2 separate regions of the Mus musculus genome follow, and region 2 is linked to region 1. The links are chromatin contacts, called in public ChIA-PET maps. All regions are on one chromosome and are shown on one strand. Each heading gives the region's core, a stretch centred on a gene start, on an enhancer-like site or on the middle of the called end of the contact. The rest is flanking DNA. Distances are from core to core; before and after follow the strand shown. Region 1 overlaps Ubash3b (ubiquitin associated and SH3 domain containing, B). Region 2 holds the start of 1700063D05Rik (RIKEN cDNA 1700063D05 gene).

Region 1 (2,920 bases), core at 379-2,878:
TTGTTTTCTCTAAAGAATTGCTTTCTTGTCTTTTCTGTGGTCTTTACTACTGGGCATAAAATAGTACGCTTAGCGCTCTCTCCATGTGTATTATTTAATTAGTCGCCAATCAAAGGTATTAAAAAATGTGTGTCTGATCTTAATATGCAAAAAAGTCTCGACATTCTCTACATAATAAGACTGTGGTGATTATACATTACATTTGGCTTTATTGGTATTAGAGATTATTTCAAGAATTTGGGGGCCACAGATACATAAAAAGACCTTATCTCAAAATAAAAGAGAAAGGAAGAAAGGAAGGGAGGGAGGGAGGGAAAGAGGAAGGGAGGGAGAAAGGAAGGGAGAGAGAGAGAGAAAGAGAGAGAGAGAGAGAGAGAGAAAGAAAGAAAGAAAGAAAGAAAGAAAGAAAGAAAGAAAGAAAGAAAGAAAGAAAGAAAGAAAGAAAGAAAGAAAGAAAGAAAGAAGAAAAGTAAAGCTTTGGGAAGGGTATTCATGTGTCATCATGCCATTTTCTATAAGAGACCTCTACATCTATTTTAATATGTGTATATGGGATGGGGGATGGGGGTCCCAGAACCAGAAGTCTTTGGGAGAAACCAACTGGGTTGCAACTGAGAAAGCAACTGGACGATCAGACCGTGTCACGTGACTAGTGTGTCACGTGACTCGGAGAGACTATCTGGTCCCCTCTACAGTGAAGGACCAGAGCAAGGCCGATGGCTGTCACCCACGAAGAAGGGGCTTGGTGTGGCTGTTTTATCTAGCACTCAGTATTGTAAGCATGCCTCTTGCTTTGGTATCTGGCCCCAGGTCCCAGTGAGGATTCCTCCCTCCCCCTCCTTCCCTGCAGCCATGCCTCGGTTTTATCTACTCATTTCAGCTCTAGATGGAGGAAACCACAGCCCCACTTCCTCCCTCTGCGGGTAAAAGAGACTCCCAGCACAGAAAAACACATAAGGTAGTAGAAGTGGAAAGGGCCCGAGAGAACTCCATGAGCCCCTTTCATTTCCTATAAGCTCGGGGAGGGTGGAGGACATGCCAGAGGTCATGTAATGGTTGCTGGGACTAGAGCCTGGCTGTCCCTCCAGCATCAACCTTCTATCCACCTGCCCAGGAGCCCATCAAAGGGATGGCGAAAGGATACAGGGTGCAGCCGACAACGCAGATCCTCAAGTCTGAGGTCACTGCATACTGTGCCTTGGCTTCCCTTGACCTTGAAGATGTGTCACCCCATCCCCACGCCCCGACCCCCACAATTCCCAGCTCTGTGCAATGGGGAGTATACATGATGTGATCCGATCGCTTCTGCATCTGGGAGGGCATCACTGAAGCCACAGCGAGATTAATGTAAGTTAATACCTGCTGTCAGCCTCCAAGTGCACACTGCCATGATTCTTAATACTTTAGCTGGAGGACTGCAGCCATTCTGTCCCCATCTCAGCTTCTCCACTTCCCACCTGATCCAAGGAATAAGACTCTGATAACTCGGAGAGCCATCGGGCTTTTGACTTGTCACCTGTTGTGGGGCGGACCTAAACACGGGAAGACATTGTAAAGGAGAGAGAAGATTGGGCTTTGAGTGGGGAGGGGAGAGGACCATGAAGGAGGGGGGACAAGCTCACACCCTCTGCTGCGTTCACCAACGAGGTTCCAGCCCAGGCCTGGTTATCTCTCCCTCCCACTCACTGGGGATGCTGTATCAGTGAAAAAGGAAGTAAAGCAGGGGAAGTGACTCATTAGGATCCTCCCCTAACCCACCCACCCACTCACCCCCACCCCCACCCCCACCCTCAGACAGAAGTGTATTTTGTCAACTCAGACTCAAGGTCCTATCTGTGTGAGCCTGGTTGAATTATATTCAGGAGAGAGGGGGAGGGGTTAGGGAGGAAGGGAGGGATGAAGAGAAGCAAGGAGAAATAGGGGAGGGAAGAAGGAGAAGAAGGAGACAGAAAGAGGGAGAGGGGGAGAGGGAGAGAACGAGCTGGTAGAGCCATAGACCACGGGTTTGCCTCTGCTTCCCTTCTGGTATTCATAGGCTGATTTAACTGTGAGTACTCCAGGGTCCTGGAGTTCATTGTGGAGTCTTGTATCTGAACACCACAGTGACCCCGTTGCTTTTATCACAGAGGATGCTGGACATGGCGTTCTGGGGCAATTCGTGAACTGGTTAAGGAGGAAGAAGGATTAAGTTAGGACCAAAGGAATCAGGCCCCATGTAGGCATGAGCAGTACCACATGTTGGCCTGACAGGAATCAAGGCTGACCACATTTGGAGGCAGCATTTGAATGTAGCAATCAGAAAAGGCTATGGGGAAATTTCTTGAGAGCATCTGACCTTGAAGTACATGCAGAGCCACCCAGAACTGTCAGACCCTCCCCTTCCTACTCCAGAAACAAGAGACCACATTTTGGTAGCAGAGCCAGTGGCTAGCTGAAACTTCCACATGTAAGCTAACACACACCCTGTCTCTGTCTCTCTGTCTCTCTGTCTGCCTGTCTGTCTGTCTGTCTCTCTCCCTGTTTCCTTATCTTTCCTTTTTTTTTTTAACCTTACCCAGACATAGTGGTCCATACTTGTAGTACCAGCACTTGAGGCAGGAGAATTGCTAGATTGAGGCCAGCTGCATAGTAAAACTCTGTCTTAATTTTTAAATTTTATTTATTTATTTTATTATATGAGTACACCATTGCTCTCTGCAGGGACACCAGAAGATGGCATCATATCCCATTACAGATGTTTGTGAGCTACCATGTGGTTGCTGGGAATTGAACTCTGGACCTCTGGAAGAGCAGTCAGTGCTCTTAACCGCTGAGCCATCTCTCCAGCCCCAAGACTGTCTTTAAAAACAAACCAATAACTATTTTTTTCTAGTGATCAAATGGTTCCCTACATTTAAAATTTGTTTTTATTTATTTTTTC
Region 2 (3,134 bases), core at 501-3,000, 130 kb before region 1:
CTCCCTAAGAATATTTCAACCCAAGATACTGTACACCTCTTCCTAGAAATGACTTTCTACTGTAGCTGTTTGGGTGACTTTTTATAATTATGCTATATATTAATAGCACGAAACCCTATAACCTAGCTATTCTGAGGGATGGTTAGACATTGTGAAGAAAGAAGACAAAGGAGTCCTAAAGGCTCATTTTTGCCGTTTCGAAGGTCGTCACCACCACCTGACCGAGACGTGGGCATGCGCAGTTTCGGTTCTGAGTGTGTCTTAAGCGGACGCACAGAGTGACGTAACTCCTTAAAGAGAAGCAACGACGAGCTCAGCGCTGCCACCCAGTGGCGCCAGCAGCTCTTCATTTCCAGGCTTGTATAAACCAGACTTAGTCCTGTGGAGCATCTGGTCCACAAATCCTCTCAAAGGATCAAATCCTCTCTTCACAGTCCGTGTGTCCTTTTGGCGACACGGTGAGAACTCCTCACCTCCGCCTCCCCAGGAGTTGTCTGTGTCTAACATCAAGGCCCTCTCTTTTTCCTGACAATGACGCGTTCCGGAAGGAATCCTGGGCAGCCTTGGGTTTTCTCTCTAGAGCTCCCAGGCACTGGTCCTCCAGCTGGAAGCCTGGGGTTCAAGGGAAAGCTTTGAAGAAGGAAGCAGACATGTTCTCTCTAAGCAAGAGCAGCACAATTTTCTAGGGGAGGGCCCAGTCACAGTTGCACACAGACTGAATGCTTAGAATTGGGTTTATGTGACAGTAAAAGAATAAATTGTACCTAACGAATGAATCCCATCTGGCAAAACAACGGAGTTCTCTTCTCTTAGTTATTTACAAAATAAAACAACAACAACAAACGGGGGCTGGGGCGTATTTCCAGCACAGAAATATTCCCAGGACAGCCCTGCAATGCAGTCGCTATACAACATCAGCAAAATGTCCAGGAGTGCTGTGCCCTTTCTAATGCTCCGCTGTCTGCTAGGGCACCCCAGGACCTTCTGCTCAGAAGGGAGAGAATTCCCTTGAATCGCATCTCTGGAGTTCTCCTTTTCTCAGTTGCCCCTCCCACCCCCTACTGTACATCCCTAATACAGTCATTCTCTCCCTCTGCTCTCTCCAATGTCTACCTTGAGTAGCTCTCTCCCTCTTTGTCCTCGGCAATTAGACGCGGGGGCGGCAGTAATGACGTTCTACGATGCCTTATGACACGGGTCTTTCTCCCATTTCATTGACTCCCAAATTTGCTCATCTATTGAAATCACTGGGACGCCTGGTGTGGAGAAACTTAACTATAATCCCAGGACTTGGGATGCTGGGGCTGAAGGATCAAGTTTAAGGCCAGAGTGGACTAACATTGTGACACACAGTTTCATAAAGAGCAGAGCAGGGTTAAAAGGCTGAAAATAAAAAACAAACCAAGGATTAAGTCAACGCTGGGAAATCGCTCCTCTGCCCATGCTACCCAGCATTCATGCAAATCATCTTCCACCCATCTTCCACGCTTGGGACAGCCCCGCCTAAATAGACGGGCATCTCCATTTCTTCCTCCTGTACATAAAGTGAGTTATTAGCCTGTAACCTAAACTCACTTCAGCTCAAACACTGTCCAAACTCTTCAAACATTGACATCATATAGAAACACAGCTTCTCCTCTGAAAGCCCAGATCTCCTTACGGGAGGTCGAGTTGCTGGGTTTTATAATAACCTAGGGAGGAGCATCTTGTTTTAACTGCAGGGACCCAAGCAAGACAACAAACTACAACTAAGGACCTTCTTGATTGTGACCCAGTCTCACAGAATCTGGAATTTTCAGTGCAGCCTGATAGCTAAACTCCTCTATGATGCAGCCATTGAGGGAAACAGAATAAAAGCCGTTAGACTGGACTCCTAAGAGTCCTTGGGCCCTGGATTTCCTACAGCAGATGCTTAGCTCTTTAAGACTGTAAGGTTAGACTACATCCTGGCTCAGGCCAATTCAGGGACACTGGCAGGCACCCTGCTGGGACACTGTTTGTGAATTCTAAGCTAGCTGGGCTTTCCTTGAGGCACCTCACCTGGGAAGTAAGTTTATATCAAAAGTTGTGCCAATCCTTTTCACCATCTCTTTCCCAGGCTCCTACCTGGGTACCAAGCAGCCTGGCTGCAGGCTCTTGGTGTGAACTTTCCACATCCCCAAGAGCTGAAAGAAGTGGATTCTACCAAGTGGGCTCTGCTTCTCTTCAGAGACCCCACTATGCTGTTTATCCCTGATGCTGGGACATGAACTCTCTCAGAAGCCCCTGCCTTGCTGCCACCCTCTGTCTGTCCATGGTGCTAGTAACAATCATAGTAAATGTGTTAGCCCCTAATCTGCTTCAGTGTCCTGAGCCCACCCCCACCCCCGCATCCAGAGTCACAGCCTCCATCCCTGCCCCAGCTCTCCCTCAATAAAGCCTGTTCTCCACAAGGGGGCAGAGTTTGAACCCAAATCTTGGGTCTTGCCGGTGCCCACCTGCTTGGCTTCTCACATTCTTAGAGATTATTCCCTGGATCCCTTTGTGTCAGCTCACTAATGCTGTTATTCTTGGTCAAAGAGTCCTCTAAACCAACCCCGAGACCATGTATGGCTTACATGTTCCACTAGGCCTCAGACACAAGGAGCAACTAGTACAAGACTCCTTTCTCACAGATTGCAGAGCTTGCTGTAGACCTTTGCCAGACTTACCCTATATCAGCACCAGCTAACCCTGAAGTTACCCTGCAATATTACTGTGTAGTGACAACTGGAGTCCCAGTCAGTGTTCTGCGTAACGTTCTGTTGCTGTGATAGACACCAGGACCAAAAATGAGTTGGGGAGGAAAGGGTTTATTTTAACTTGTAGGTCACTGTCCATCATCAAAAGGACAGATGTTGCCGGTGGGACTGAAGCAGAAGCCGAGAAAGCAGTGCTCCACCATCTCAACCCCAGGCTCATCTTCAACTACATTTCCCATACAGCCAAGCTTCTTATCCTAGAATCACCCAGTTCTTTCTTTCTTTCTTTCTTTCTTTCTTTCTTTCTTTCTTTCTTTCTTTCTTTCTTTCTTTCTTTCTTTCTAAGATTTTATTATTATATCTAAGTACACTGTAGCTGTCTTCAGACACACCAGAAGAGGGCATCAGATCTCA

Evidence for each region. ChIA-PET counts read pairs in DNA pulled down with a chosen protein or histone mark.
Region 2: an RNA polymerase II ChIA-PET map of memory CD8 T cells shows a contact between it and region 1, with 6,185 read pairs. The contact joins the promoter of 1700063D05Rik here to the enhancer-like site in region 1. A contact is called at or near these places in 1 of 39 promoter capture datasets (embryonic stem cells), 1 of 15 datasets of contacts at CTCF or cohesin (CD8 T cells), 1 of 484 Hi-C or Micro-C datasets (bone marrow-derived macrophages), 5 of 115 datasets of contacts at active chromatin or transcription factors (CD8 T cells, bone marrow-derived macrophages, large pre-B cells and 2 more) and 3 of 9 other capture datasets (adipose tissue, liver and pancreatic islet).

What each region holds. Positions count from the first base shown.
Region 1 is chr9:41,071,674-41,074,593 of GRCm38.p6, reverse strand. The region is part of intron 1 of Ubash3b (ubiquitin associated and SH3 domain containing, B); the gene reads left to right. Among named protein-coding and RNA genes, the nearest start is that of Crtam, 69 kb to the right of the region's middle. RefSeq lists an enhancer at 1-2,920. Within about 2 kb of position 1,628, at least 120 of the 459 cell types and tissues checked have an H3K27ac peak or open chromatin away from gene starts, as enhancers often do. A contact at or near this core is called in CD8 T cells, adipose tissue, bone marrow-derived macrophages and 3 more, where this site is marked.
Region 2 is chr9:41,204,771-41,207,904 of GRCm38.p6, reverse strand. 1700063D05Rik (RIKEN cDNA 1700063D05 gene) reads right to left here and starts at 1,750. Exons shown (of 5, transcript NR_040392.1): 1 at 1,576-1,750.